2 separate regions of the Mus musculus genome follow, and region 1 is linked to region 2. The links are chromatin contacts, called in public promoter capture Hi-C maps. All regions are on one chromosome and are shown on one strand. Each heading gives the region's core, a stretch centred on a gene start, on an enhancer-like site or on the middle of the called end of the contact. The rest is flanking DNA. Distances are from core to core; before and after follow the strand shown.

Region 1 (7,540 bases), core at 2,528-5,027, 510 kb after region 2:
CAACAATGGGAGGTAGAGACTTGCCCGATGGCCTCGGACCTGTCCACTCTGGGTGAACTGAACTCATTTCCCAAGAGTCACTCATACCCGGGGCAGTGCTGACCCGACCCCAGAGCCAAGGACAGCATGTGCTCACTCCGTTTTGTCACTTTTTTGGGGGAAGGAGGGGGGCAGTACCTGGGATTGAACCCGGGGCCTTGCACAGTGCTAGGTAAATGTAAACGCTCCACCACTGAGCTACGACCCCAGCCCCCTCACCTGTTTCTTGGTGTCCACCTCCAGGATGTCCATCAGGTTGATCATGATGTTCTTATGGGTCTTCTTGTACTTTCCGACTCGCAGCGAGACAGTGAGCCAGCCTGGGCGCCCCGTGCACATGAAGGTCTTACTGCCCTGTTCCTTCCATTCCCGGACCTGTAACCACAGGATACGACTCAGCTGGCTCCATCTGGGAGTCCCAGGGGGATGGACACACAGCCCTTCTTTCAGGATGAGGGAGCTGGGAAAAAATGCCTTTACCCAGGCCCCATTGGAGAGGATGGTGACGCTGAGGGCTTTCCCCTGTGCAGTCTCCCTAGCTCAGGACGTCAACAGAACAGCCAATGTGTTGTTACTGCACGAGGACGAATGCAAGAAAGCCCTAGAGAACAGAGTCCTCCAAAGACAGTAAGTGGAAAGCCCAGGGAAGGCTTTCTAGCAGTAGCAGAGCAGTCATAAACATGATTATCATCTCCATCGTACAATCACCCAGTGAGGCACCTACTGTTCATTGTCTGGTTAGATCTCTTCATCTCAGGAGGCTGGGTGACACACCCCCCCTTTGCAGATGAGGAAACCCAGGCAAGATAGTTTGTATGAGGTTGTACACCCCATGACTGGAAAGACCCGAATTCATAACCAGGACTGAACAAGCCGAGCCCGAAAGACAGAGAGCTGGGAGGGAGACAGAGGGGCTTAGTCCATGGAAGAAGAGCGTATCCAGTGCCAAGTAGATGCCTGCTGTCAGCATCCACATACGCTAACTCATGTACCAATTTGACAGAGGGGACAGGGAAGGAGCAGCCAGTCAGTGGGAGGAAAGACTTTGGCAAAACTTCCACACTGGAGCAAGAAGGTGCAGAGGGTGATGCACTAATGAGGAATAGAGGAAGCTGTCCTGTCCCTGCGGACGGACAAGGCAGGCGTGATGCATTGCTGTGGTCAGGGCACCCAAGCACCAACCGGTTCCTCTTCCTCTGCTTCTAGTGATTCCTCTCCCCCCACCCAGGCTGACTGTGCCCTGCTGGCCACAGTGACAGTTTTAGGAACAGGACTGTGAGCCCAGTAGGCAAACCCCTTCTGGGTCTGGTTCCAGGAGGGCACTCTCTCTTTACTGAGGTGGTGGCAACACTGGCTGGATCTAAGCCGGAAAGTGTTGGGGATTCCACAGGAAAACAGCACCCCACTAGAACGGAGCCAACTCAAGGGAAGGAAGAGCCAAGAATGACATGGCAGGCAGGATGAAGATAAATGGGGGAGGGGGTCCTGGGTTCAGTTATGCCTCAGCCAGCTGTACTGATCTAACAGGCATTCGCAAACATACTCTGACCCCAAGGGCAGCTGTCAGATAACAGTCACTGTCTTCTAGAACTCACAGGGCATCCAGCAGGTAGATGCTGTTCAGGACACAAGCTAGTGTCCTTTTTACTCAAACCAGCTTCAACTAAGTTTTGCAAGAGTCTGGTCAAGGGTCAGTGGGCTGCCCTGGAGCTGTCTGTCAGAGGGCTCAGGATGGGGAGGGGCTTTCCTCTGATTCAGTCTGGCAGAAATGCAGGACTATGAGTCCCCGGTGGGAAGACAAAGGGTGAATTCCAAGACCACCCAGCTCTGCCTGACCCTGCAGTGGGAGACTTTATGTAAACAGAGTGTGAGGGAGTGGATTAGCGGTTGCTGCTGGATCACACAGGCAGAAACTATCAAGCTTGGGACATTGATGGGATTTGGGGGTTAAAAAGTTCTTTGTCAAATCCTCAAGAGAGACAGAAAGGGTCCAGAAAGTAGGTAACTATTTGGGAAGCTATGGTAAGAAACTAGGCATGAGGCAACAAAATCAGAGATGGGATGGAGACACAAGGCTGAGGGGGTTGAGAGTTCAGGCTCTTACCGAAGCCAATGTTGACTGCCTGCCTTATTTATCGGTTGTGCTGTCTTGGGCACATGACTCACACTTTGAACCTCATTTTAGTAAAACTGGTACTAGACACCAGGAGGCCGTGGACTGTAAACTGCACACACGAGTGGCACAGGTATGGCGTGTAGGGCCCCATTGTTCCTTGCGCATCCTTCCATTTAGTTTAGGTTAACAACCTCTCACTAATACACTCTTGCCCCAAGGGGAGCCGTCAGGTAACAGTCCTGTCTTCTGGTGCTCACAGGACATCCAGCAGGTAAATAAATGGCAAATAGAACCTGCAGACAGACCCAAGGAAAATGGTGCAGGTGGGGGTGGAGGTGCAAAGTGATTCTGATCGATGCACCCTCTGCATCTCCTCTCCCTGGGTAAGGTCTTCTGGTCTGGAGGTCACTCTGCCTGGCACCTGCAGGCTAAGCCTGTGGTGCTCAGTCTGCAGCATACAGCAAGAAGTAAATAGAACAAGAGGGTGGTTGCCATGCGGGCAGCGGCAGGAAGCAGACGCTCTCTGAAGCCTGATGCAAGTTAGAGAGGAATATAAGGAGGGCAAAGGGAGCCCATGCTAACCCTGGATGAGGGGGAAGACGCTTCACTGTGAAGAGAAGTCTTAGCCTTGGTGCCGGCTGGCCTATATGAACTCCTCATCTACTTACTGGGACGACTACATCTGGATGCAGAATCTGCTGCACATTACACGGAATTGGGGGCTGATCCTGCCTTTTAATCTCTCTTTAAACCTCCATTGTAAAAGGATCCGAAGCACCTCGGACCGCAAAACAAACTTTCACCTCTTTCCTGCATAAGGCTCCTCTCCAAACTGACTTTCTAACCTTTTTCCTCTCATGACTGTGCTCCTCAGCTTCCTACTTCTGCTCAGCCAATCTCTCCACTTGGATCTCCCCCCTCCCCATTTCCCAGAACCACCTTCCAGAGGCCATTCCTCCTTTGGAATGTGGGGGGCCTGAGTTACCTGACTGTTGCGCACTTCCCGAGGGTTTAGGGTCCCTCGTTTTCTAGGCACTGCGCATGCCCTGCACCTAGCAGACACTTTATAAACCTAGGGTTAGGGTTCTGTTTGTTGCCCCGGTGCTTTTGCTGCTTCCGTTTCATCCTTGGACAGTCCCTTCCCCCATCACACGCCAGGTCCTTTGCGATCCCCACTCCCACGCCCATTCCTCCGGCCCCACACGCCCCCGTCGCCCAGAGAACCGCTACCCCGGCGCACAGCCGCGCCCCGCGCCGCTCACCTGTTTCTGGATGTCCCGCACGCGCTGCTCGTGCAGGCGCGGCGCACTGCTCAGCTTGAACACCACCCAGGCGCGCACGTAGTAGTAGATATCGAAGATGAGCGAGAGCGGCAGCAAGAAGAGGCACACGAACACCCAGCGCTGGTGGATGAGAACGAACTCCAACCCCTTCACTCGCACCCAGAGCAGAAAGAGCAGCGCGCACACGGCCAGCGACACGGCGGGCTCCATGGTGTCGCGGCGCACCGCGCGGAAGGGTGCGGGCTCGCGCCGCCCGTCTCCTTCGCCCGCTCCGCGCTCCGCCGGCTCAGCGCCTGCCGCCACCGCCCCGGGAGCCTGTAAGTCGGGCCCGCCGCCTCGCGATTGGCTTGGGTCGCCAAGGTTCGGTGGGCCGAGACCCAGGCGGCGACCAATGGTGAGCCGCGCCGGGGATCGGACCAGGGAGCCGCTGCGTTCATTGGCTGCGGGAACCGGGATGCTCCACCCTCTTCTAGTCGGCGTGCGAGGAGGGGCTGACCTGGGCTGGGGGCGCTGGTAGGGTCGGCAAGCGGCGGGCTTGGCGGGGTTTAGGGCTCTCGCTCTGGAGGCAGCGGGACCACCCTTGATCTCCTCCTTGGGTGGTGCCTCCCGTGGACACACGTCAAGCAGTTGTGCATTGGGTTACCTCCCCAGGGTGGGAGGCGCTCCAGACAACCACCCTGCAACCCTGGCAGGAGAGCCTCTGGCCTTGACCGGGGCAGGTCATGACACTCTGTAGGCACATGGCCAGGAGGGGGAATCCTTTCAATTTTCAGGGCGTTTACCATAAATGCATTTGAACTACCCCCCTTAGCAGTTCTGGGCCGTGGGTAGCTGGGACCCCCATTTTAAAATACGCGATGGTGAATTCCACCTGTCGAGTAATTTTAAAAAGCACAGAGGCGTTGATGGCATTCTTCCATGCTGAACCCAAAGTGGATGGAGGCTTGGAGACAGGAAGAAAGAGCTTCAAGGCGGCATGGCAGCCCTAGATTAAGAGTAAGAACCCAGCACATGGCCCCGGCCTTGCGGAGCAACCAGGCCAGGCTGCGGAACAACCTCTGACCTCGCCAGAAGCTTGAGTCCGGTGGTATTTGCACTTTCCCTGAACAGGAGGAAGCTCTGAAGATTTTTCAAACCTCCCAGGGCCTTGTCTGCTTCACGTGTCTTTCCTTCCCCCCCCCCCCCCCCTTCCACCTTTGTCCGGACACGGACTCGGGCACTCCATTCTGCCATCCTTTATAGCGCCACCTTCCACCTTCGGTGAATCTGTCCCTAGAAGGCTCTTTCCCCATTGTATCACCGAGGTAAAGCACTACACAGCCTAGAGATTCGCGAGGTGCCACTTCTAAAGCCAAGTTTATGTACTTCTTTCAGAGGCTCACAGTTCTTTCCATTTTTATATAATTGTCCCTTTATGTGTCTCTCCCTCCTACAGATGGAGCTTTAGGGCAAACAACACCTTGTTATTACAGCACTTTTGAATTTCCAATTTGTGGCATAATGACTAGGGCATTGTAAGGCACACCGTTGTTGACCAAAGGATAAGTGAAGAATGTATGTGGGAGTTCAAATATCCAATAGAAATCAAAGTTCAAAGTGAGAGGTTGTTTACCCTCAGCTTCCAAAGGGAGGAGTCCAGACTGGAACCGACCGTCCTACCCAGCTATGACAGCTACTGATAGAGCTGTCAGTAGCTTACACAAATTGAAATGTCCTTTAAGTGTAAAACACATGTTCATAATATTCATATTGACTTTGGTCAAAATGATTACATTATCTTGGGTTAATAGTAAAATTTTTATTTCTTGGTGTGCATGTATATGTGTATGTGTAGACATAACTGTGACCTCGAACACTCCTGTTTGTGCAAGGGAGGACATGTGTGCTTATGTGTGTATACAAAAGTTCAATGTCCACCCTCCTTTTTGAAACAGTGACTTTCAAAGAACCTGGAGCTTGCTAGACTGGCAGGCCAGTAATTCCTAAGGGATCCACTTTTTTTGTTTGTTTGTTTGTTTCGTTTTTTTTAAAATTTCCTTCCCAGTGCTATTGCAGGTGTTCACTGACATACCAAACTTTGGAAATAATTTTTCACAGTTTTTGTGTGTATGTGTATGCTTATGTGTGTTCATGTGTGCCATTTGAATACAGAAGCGTGTGAAGCTCGGAAGAGGGCAGTGGATTCCCTAGAGTGGGAGTTACAGACAACTGAGAGCCACCATGACGGTCCTAGGACCCACAGGCTTCTTGACTGCGGGGCTCTCTCCTGCCACCAACACCTGGCTTTTAAGGTGGATGCTGGGACCGGAACTCAGGCTTTTAAGGTGGATGCTGGGACCGGAACTCAGGTCCTCGCGCTTTTCGTGGCAAACACTTCAATGTCTAAACCATCACCCCAGCCCTGATTTCATGTTTTAAAGGTAGTTTCTAGAAACTTAAAAATGACAGGTTTGTGTCGTGCTATGTACCTAGAAGCTACAATCCAGAGAGGCTGTCAGAGAGAGCCTGTTCGGACCGTGTCCTGCCCTGGACCTGTTTGATGCAGCTGTTCAAACCAACACTTTATTTTGGAGGTTAAGTGTTCTGAGAAAAGTTCAAGTCTATTGTAATGTGAACAGCACGTCTAACTTAAAAATTAACTAGCGATGAGTATTTTGTAGAAGAAACAATGGAAATTACTAATTGGGATAGTCTTATTCTTGAGAAGAAGGAAGCCCATGGAAAGTAGATAAAAAATTTATTTTCAGGCAGCAACTGTCAGATAAAAGGAATGAAAAAGTAGTCATAGCAGTTCCTCTCTTCACAAACTCTCGTCCTCTGGGTAGCTGTCGTCTAAACAAGGAGGAGAGTCACCCGGAGCTGGGCTAGTTAATGGTGGGCTTCCCGCAGTCATGCAAGGACACAGAATGGCCTGGCACTTCAAAACCTCCCTTCTGGGCCTGTTTGGAGTTACAAACTCCTCTCTCTCTCTCTCTCTCTCTCTCTCTCACACACACACACACACACACACACACACACGAGAGAGAGAGAGAGAGAGAGAGAGAGAGAGAGAGAGAGAGAGAGAGAGAGGAAATGAAATCTTCTTGAGCCATTTATTAATTTGTCCTAAAGTCAAAATGACTGCTTTGAACCAGGAACCTGCTCATAACCACACATTAGTTACAGAGTTGATGAAGCATGAAAACAGGTCACTCAGAATGTGGGAAGAGGTGCTCTGGCCAGCATTTTGCAAGCTAACCAGAAATTAAGGACAATCCCTGTGATGGTTCAACCACAAACACTTTTCCTAAACTGCAGTTCTCCATTTCTTTTCCTGATAAACACAAACTTTTTAAACCACACAGCACCCCCCCCCCCAATTAAAGAGTTTAATAAACACCAGAGTCCTGGAATTTCTAGTATGTATATACAGTAGTTTCTCAGATCATTTGGTCTTTAAGCCAGGTTTATTCTAAGGAAATGGAGATGTTCAAACTCAAAGGTCAAGTAAATTGTGTTATTGTCTTATTTGGAGAAACAGTGAAATTGGAGTATGACTCTCACCATCTGGATCTTTCCAGTATTTGAATCTTCTCCCTTGGTTGGGTGGGTCATCATTTCCTGTGGCTCCACTCAACAGATATAAAGTAAGCATTCTTTTTTTAAAAATTTATTTATTATATATAAGTACACTGTAGCTGACTTCAGACACAACAGAAGAGGGTGTCAGATCTCATTACAGATGGTTGGGCGCCACCATATGGTTGGTGGGATTTGAACTCAGGACTTCTGGAAGAGCAGACAGTGCTCTTAACCACTGAACCATCTCTCCAACCCTAAAGTAAGCATTCTTTATTCTCCCCGCCCCCCCCCTTCCCTTCTCCCTCTTTATCCGGCCCCACTCATTCCGGGCCAAAGGTTGTTTATTTCTCATTACAGGTGGTTGCTGGAATTTGAACTCATGACCTCCAGAAGAGCAGTCGGACCACTGAGCCATCTCATCAGCCCTAAAGTAGGCATTCTTAAAGTTTGGATTGAAGACTAGTTACACAGGAATGCTTGCTAAATTATACTCTAGACTGCCACAGCTCACTGAATCTAAACTTCCAACAATGACCTTTCT
Region 2 (7,281 bases), core at 526-3,025:
GCTGTTTCCCATCTTTCCAGGTCTCGGTAGTAGAGGTCAAAAACACAGGGCGAGCAGCCACTGCCGCAGCACTGGGAGGGCAAGGGCTCCACAGGCTTCAACCGCAGCCAAGCCTCAGAATCCTCCTCCTCCTCCGTCTCAGCCATTGTCAGTGGGGCTTGGGCAATAGGGGGTGGGAGGGGGGAGGACACAAGTGAATAAGCCAGGCCTCTCTTTGCTGTCCGCCTGGGAGAAAGAAGATGTGGGGGTTGTACTCTGTTCTCTCTCTCACACTCTCCCCAAGGCCCACCAGGCTATAGGGACAGGGATGGCTTAACCAGAGGATCTGCTGTCATTTGGGGGCATGCTTACTGCTTATAACTATTGGGGTTTTGTGTGTGTGTAAATCTAAGCAGAGGCGGGGAATTTGGATTCAGAAGGCCTCTCCTACTGTGCAGGAGCTCTTTGACTTTGGTGTGTTTCTGAGGCTGGGCCACCAGTGAGAATGAAGTTGGTGTCTCACTCTTTCTGTATTCTGCCAAACACCTGGCATACAGGAAGCTCCCATGGCCTGGTGAGTGTTCGTTCCCTCTATAGTCCGGGAGCTGGGTACAGGATTTGGTGTTGTAAGGCAGAAGGCACAGGACACGGTCCCTGTCCTTGTTAAGACCTAGCACGGTGTTATACTCATCCAGTCACTCCATCTGTACTGTGCATCAGATAACTGAGTGAATGGTGCCTCTCTTTATGGCAATTACTCTTAGCATTTGGGAAGGAGATGTACTAAGACAAATGAAAATGCTTTAACTGTAAACTGCTGGGTAGTCTGAGTGTTAGTCATATTGTCCTCTGCCTCTTTTGCATTCATGGGGGTTAAATAGTCCTATTGTCTCAGTCGTTTTGGAAACTGGTAGACAAGGTGGCCACTTCATGCACAATTTTAAAGATGAAGTTCCTTCCCATCTGGGAGGCACAATCCCTGTTGCAGCCTCGCCCTGGATGCTTATCCCTACTCTTCAGGCCTTGGCTGAAAGGTCATCTCCTCTCAGAGACCTTCTCAAGTGTTCCCCTTGTCATTACCAAGCACCTTATTTGTTCTACTATGTATTCATTTGTTAACCTAAAGTGTGTGTCACGCAACTGCTCTAGAAGCCAGGGAGAGTTCACGGGCCGGTCACTAAACAATGCAACTCTGACAGTGGTCAAACAAGAGAAAAGACCTAAGGGACAGGAAGCATGTGTGTGTTGCCACCGTTCACGTCGTGCACTCATGTACTCACTCGGTGGTCCCTCAACCTATGCCCACCCGATGCTTACTTAGCACAGTCCTCACTCTGACCCCCGCAGCGAGCCTGCCAGAAGCCAGTGCACTGGACCCGCCTCCGGGAATCGGAAAACTTAGCAGCAGCAGAGCAAAAGTAACTCGCGTTCGGCGCCGGGCGAGCCGCAGTGCCAGCAGTCGGCCGCCAAGCTGGCATAGAAAGAGGTACCCGGGCCACTCGCAGGCTCTGGGAAGCCGCAGCCAGGAAAGTGTGGGCAACGCTGAGAAGGGCGGAAAGGATGGCAGTTCCAGAACTCATGAGGCGTCGGACCCGCTAAGGCATTTTAACTCCTAATTTTACAGCGAGGAGACCGGGCCCTCTCACGTTCTAAATGCCTAAGGGTCAAAGGCGTGCAAAGTACAGATCTGAGGTCCCTACGCTCCTCCGCGCCGGCCGCGAGCTCCACCACCGCGCTCACCTACCTACCAGCAAGTTTCTTCACGTGTGGCACTTCAGAAACCCCAAGCAAAGAGCACCTTCCAGGTTCCACCAATAAGGATGGGAACTGCCTGAGGGGCGGGGACAAAGCAAGCATATTCTAATTGTGATTGGGTGAAGTGTCTGTCATTCGCAAAAACCCGTCATTGCGCTCCGCCCCTTTGGCTCCCAGCAGTCCCTGCACGGGCAAAGATGGCGGCGTCCAGGTAGAGGTTTTGTAGAAACGGAGTCGGTATGGCCTTGGCGTCCGGGCCCGCTCTGCGGGCACTCGCTGGCTCTGGAAGGCTCGGCCTCGGAGGTTACGGGACTCCGAAACGTGGGGCGTATGAGTGGGGCGTGCGCTCCACGCGGAAGCCCGAGCCTCGCCCCCTGGACAGGGTGTACGAGATCCCCGGTCTGGAGCCCATTACCTACGAGGGCAAGAAGCACTTCGTCCCGTGGCTGGCGAGGCCGATCTTCCCGCCGTGGGAGCGCGGCTGGAATGACCCACGCTTCCACCGTGCCGCCCCGATCCACGAACAGACTCTGTACAAGGAAGAACCCTGCTACATCTTCCACCAGCGTTGCCGACTCCTGGAGGGTGAGGTCTCAGGACAAACGGGAGGAGACGCTGTCCCAGGCTCAGCAGTGACCCCGAGCCTGGGGAAGTTTCTTCCTCTGGAAGTAGAATAGAGTAACACCCGGCTTCCAAGAGTTGTCAGATCAAGGTGTTTGTGAAAGGGAGCAATGGAGAATGTGTGCAGAGAGGAGGGGATTTGTCTCCATGCGTGGAGAGGTGATAATAAAGCAGGTCTACAACGCTCCTTTTCTGGGGGTGTCTTTTGTTAAAATAGGCCTGGGATATGTTTTCAAAGAAAGGATTTGCACCCAAAAGTCTACCCACTTAATAACAGGTCAGAATGTCTTGAGCCTTTTCCTGAGTTGGAGGCCAGCCTAATCTACAGAGTGAATGAGTTCGAAGACAGTCAGGGCTACACAGAGAAACCCTGTGGGGAGGCGGGGGAGATACATCAATGTCTCAAAGTCATTCTGTTTCTTAAGAGGAGTGTCAGGAACTGTTTTCCAGAGTTGAACCCTCTCAGGATCAGGATGAGGATAGGGAAGATCCTAAAACCAAAAACAACTGAAGTCTGTGGGAGCAGAGATTCCAAAGGATAACTAGGAAATACAGAGACCCAACAAGGTTTGGAGCCAAATTAAGAGAATCAGTCATAAGTTTGGAAAAATCGATAGCCATAGGCCAGCCTCCTAAAAGGCCCACTTCTATGCCTGCAAGCTGATATTTTTGGCCATTAACCATTTTCTGTGAACTCAGGAGGTGCTGTGAAGGATCTCACAGACACGACCCCTTTGCATTACCCTGACAACGAATGCCTAGTGGATGGATGTGTTTCAGAAGTTAGGATTGCACCTGGAGATGGTGGTGCATGCCTTTAATCCCAGCCCTCAGGAGGCAGAAGCAGGAAGATCTCTGTGAGTTCAAGTCAGCCTGGTCTACTGAGTGAGTTCCAGGATAGCCAGGGCTACACAGAGAAACCGTGCTTTAGGAAAAAAGATCAGAAGTTAAGATTGCATTCATTGAACCAGTCTGAAAATGTATTTTCTATCCTACACTTTCTCAATGTACAGAGAGGTCTTATAAAATCCCAATAAACCCTTGTGAGATATGGCCCTGAGAAGCAGACTGGGGTTATAGAGAGACTGTGGACTTTATGGTAGACAGTCTCAGGTTCTCCTCTTACCTGTATTACCTTAAAGATAGGCAACTTGAAGCAAACTCAGTCTGTCCAAGTTTCCCCCTTCATGTCAGAATCCCATCTAACTTGTAGGTAAGTTCATGGCACAGGAGGTGACATTCAGTAAATGGCAGCTCTAAATACTTTATATTTTGTTAGGTGCTAGAGAGCCATAAAACATGGCTTGAGATTGCTAGCAGAAAAACATCACAGAGCTGGGATTTTATTTGAAGGGCTGGTATCCACTGAACTAGTCTCACAGCTTTGATTTCTCTGTGGGGAGTCAGCAGGGAACTCAGCTGTCTTGAGCATGGTTTGAACTCCTCCTGTTTTTAAGCACTCATTCCCCGTATTCTGCTCTTACCACCTGGAAGTTTCGGTTTTCAGATATCTCAAAAACAAAACCAGAGTCCCTTGAGGCAGCCTTTTCTCTGGTGCTCCCTGACAGGCATAAACATCTCTTCCTGAGCCCTCCCCTCCCCTCTCCTCTCTCTCTCTCTCTCTTCTTTTGGTTGTCCCACAGGGATGAAGCAGGCTCTCTGGCTTACTAAGACCAAGTTAATAGAAGGCCTCCCCAAGAAAGTGCTTAGTCTTGTTGATGATCCAGCTAATCACATAGAGAACCAAGAACAGCGTGTTTTGGATATCATCTCCCATGCCCGGCTTTGGCACTCCACTGAGGACATCCCCAAGAGAGAGACTTACTGGTAAGTTTCCTCCAGATAAGATAACTGAGGAGTGTTGGGAGTTATATGTTGCTTTAAGTCTCCAAATATCTCTTCTTTCCTCCAAGCCCACTCATTGTGGACAGCCTCATACAGCTGTGTAAATCCCAGATTCTCAAGCACCCTTCTCTAGCCAGGCGGACCTCTGCCCAAAACTGCACCTTAGCCACCACCTGGAACCGCGGTAGGTCACCCTATATACCAGAAGGCCTTGCTGGGCTTTTTGTTGTTGTTGCTTTTTTATTTGTGTGTCTTAATCTCTCTTACTGTCAGCCCCACCACCAGGTCCCATCCCTCTCATCCTGCTACATGCTCTTTGGGTTCAGAAGCACCCTTCCTTCAGAAATACCCTTCACTGCATAGCACAGGCTGGCCTCAGACTTGTGATCCTCCAGTCTGCACCACCAGGCCCAACTTTCTCGTTTCTGTTTTTACCTGCTTCTAAGACTTTATTCCACCAGTGATGGCTGACTGTGTCTGTTGAGTCCCCAGAGCATGCGGGAGTGTGTAAATGCCACAGCCGGGGACATGGTGGGGCACACTGGTCTCTCCCTCACCAAATCTGTAGCTTTGCTTCCCTTTCCTACTCCTGCACCCTCCAGGGCCACGTATGCACAGAGCAAATCACCCAGCACTGTCACTTGTCATGGGACAACAGGCCCTCTGTGCTGTGGCCTCCACCTAGCCCTAGCTGTGTCACCTGTTCTGCCAACCCCCTCCCCAGATCACTAAGTTTGTCCCGTAGAGCTTTTTGGTATCTAGCTTTCCTATCTGCACATGCTGTGTGCTTGGCAGTGCCTGCTGGCGTTTCAGACAGCAGTGTCAGTCCAGGAGTCTAACTGATAGAATTAGGGAGCAGGGAACCCCGCGGTGGAATATGTGGGACTTGGGATATCAGTTTAGTCGGTTTTCTCATCTCCCCCTCTGCATATGGACTTCTGGCAAGCAGTCAGCCTGGCAGAGGTAATGGCACCGCTAAGGAAATTAGTGCACCTCATTAATGGAGAGTACTTGTTGGCCCATTGTCAAGTATTACCTCTAATTAAACTGCCCCATTTTGCACTGTCACTGGAGGAGAGATGTGGAGGGAATTGAATTAGAAACCACACTACAGTGATCTGTGGGGAGAATCTAAAACCCAAGGTTAGGAGAGGTCCAGGCATTTGTGTAAGGAAACAGGAAGTGCCTTAGGAAACTAATCTTGAGGTGCAATTACTGCAGAATTTATCTGTCTGCAGATGTAACATTCATTTTTTTTACATATCTTGGGAGACTGCATGCTAATTAAATGACATGCCATCGACCAAACCATTTTCTAATCTTACAACAGCCCTAATCTATCACCTTTACACCGAGCTTTGACTCTTTCTGAAACCCAGGCACCTGCAGAGGGCAGTTGCCACTCAGAGCCACTCAGGGTGCTGACAACAGTCTCTCCAAACACATTTCGTCTGGTAGTGGCATGTGGCTTCCCCATGGGAACAGTACAGGTGACATTTCCACATACTCACATATCCACAATTCAGTGATTAGTTAGCTGTGTGTGTTCCTCTGACCACCTGTAGAATACATGTTAATCCAACTTCCCCCAGGCTCTGTGATCCGCCTGGCTTTTCTCGCTCCGTTGTTAAGAAGAGTTTGGGTCTTTGCCTGGGTTTGAAGAATCTCCTCTGCCCCTGCTCACGGCACGTCTCCTTCTCTGCCTCTTGCTCTCTGTGGCATGTTCAGCTCACCCTGGTTTGTGCCTCCATGCTCTTGCGTGCTAGTCTTCATTTTCAGTGCCTGGCAGGCTCCTGCCCTCACCAGAAACAGTGAGGCGTTTGGCAGTGTCTGAAGCCAGCTTTGATCATGGACCCAGATGGCACGAGTGAGGATGGAGGTGGACTTTCTAGTGGCCAGAGGCCAGGCTGCTGCTGAACACGTACATGTACAGTCCAGCCCGGTGATGGAGAGTGAGCTGGTCCACCTGCTCCTACTTCAGATACCCTTGGCGGTTGTTTTGTAGCACTCTCACTGTGCAGCCTGACGGGCCTTGAACTCGCTGAGATCTGCTTGCCTCTGCCTCCTAGGTGCTTCAACTGCCCAGGCTTAAGGAGTTGCTTCCTTCAGGAGGCGCTCCGGGCTTCGCAGAGGGCTGTGTCTGAATATGGCTTGTGCTTCCCATAGCAACACTTGCTGCCTAAAGGGCTCCTCGAGAGGAAAGGTTAATTCTGGCTTATTTTTGGATCCCTGGCTTGGAGTTGATGGAAGATGAAAGATGCCCAGGAGTCAGGAGCCTTGAGATTTATCAGAAGAGCACCCCAAGAAAAGAATATGATAGTTCCTCATCTCTTGGGGGCTCAGAATTATTGTCCCAATGCCATGTGTGTGCTCTGTGACCAGGTTGGTCACCCAGAGAACCTATAACAGACTGGACTCAAGGTTTGTGTGTAGTGAAGGCTTCTTACTCTGAGAGCTGTACAAAGACCCAGTTAGACTAATCTCTTTTTCCCTATTTTAGAGTCTCTTCTCCTTCAGGTCCGAGGTACTAGTAGTACCATACTGAGTGCCAAGGATCCCCTGCCCGTCATTGCCTCCAGGGAGGAGGTTGAAGCTACCAGAAGTCATGTTCTTGAAACCTTCTATCCCATATCTCCTACCATCGATCTTCAAGAATGCCACGTTTATGAAGTGAAAGATGACACAGGTACGGAGCAAAGCTTTGGATTTTAAGCAGTGTGGAGAAAGGGATATGTTTTTATTCCTTCCGTTTTTTTTTTTTTTTTTTTTAGAGAAAGATAAACTTAACAGCCCTGGGGGTTGATAATACAAATGCATTACCTTCTAGAATCTGTGTGGCAGCCTGTGCTTCCTCTTTTTTTTTTTTTTAATTTTTTTTTTAAAAGAAGGCTTGGCATCTTGGTGAGCTTCTTTCTCTCTCTGTCTCTCTGTCTCACTCTCTCTCCCTTCCTTTCTTTCTCTCTTTTCTTTCTTTTTTTTTAAGATTTATTTATTTTATTTATATGAGTACACTGTAGCTGTCTTCAGACACACCAGAAGAGGGCATCAGATCCCATTACAGATGGTTGTGAGCCACCATGT

The links. Capture Hi-C pulls out chosen DNA fragments and counts their contacts.
Region 1: a promoter capture Hi-C map of adipose tissue shows a contact between it and region 2. The contact joins the promoter of Dhcr24 here to the promoter of Cyb5rl in region 2. A contact is called at or near these places in 3 of 39 promoter capture datasets (the 3T3-L1 cell line, cranial neural crest and hippocampal neurons), 5 of 115 datasets of contacts at active chromatin or transcription factors (astrocytes, bone marrow-derived macrophages, embryonic limb bud and 2 more) and 1 of 9 other capture datasets (adipose tissue).

The regions. Positions count from the first base shown.
Region 1 is chr4:106,557,275-106,564,814 of GRCm38.p6, reverse strand. It overlaps Dhcr24 (24-dehydrocholesterol reductase), which reads right to left and starts at 3,777. Exons shown (of 9, transcript NM_053272.2): 1 at 3,418-3,777; 2 at 259-414. The coding sequence starts at 3,648.
Region 2 is chr4:107,061,488-107,068,768 of GRCm38.p6, reverse strand. Cyb5rl (cytochrome b5 reductase-like) reads right to left here and starts at 1,775. Exons shown (of 7, transcript NM_001346552.2): 1 at 1,724-1,775; 2 at 1-157. The coding sequence starts at 146. It overlaps Mrpl37 (mitochondrial ribosomal protein L37), which reads left to right and starts at 1,903. Exons shown (of 7, transcript NM_025500.2): 1 at 1,903-2,319; 2 at 3,999-4,182; 3 at 4,269-4,384; 4 at 6,701-6,886. The coding sequence starts at 1,974.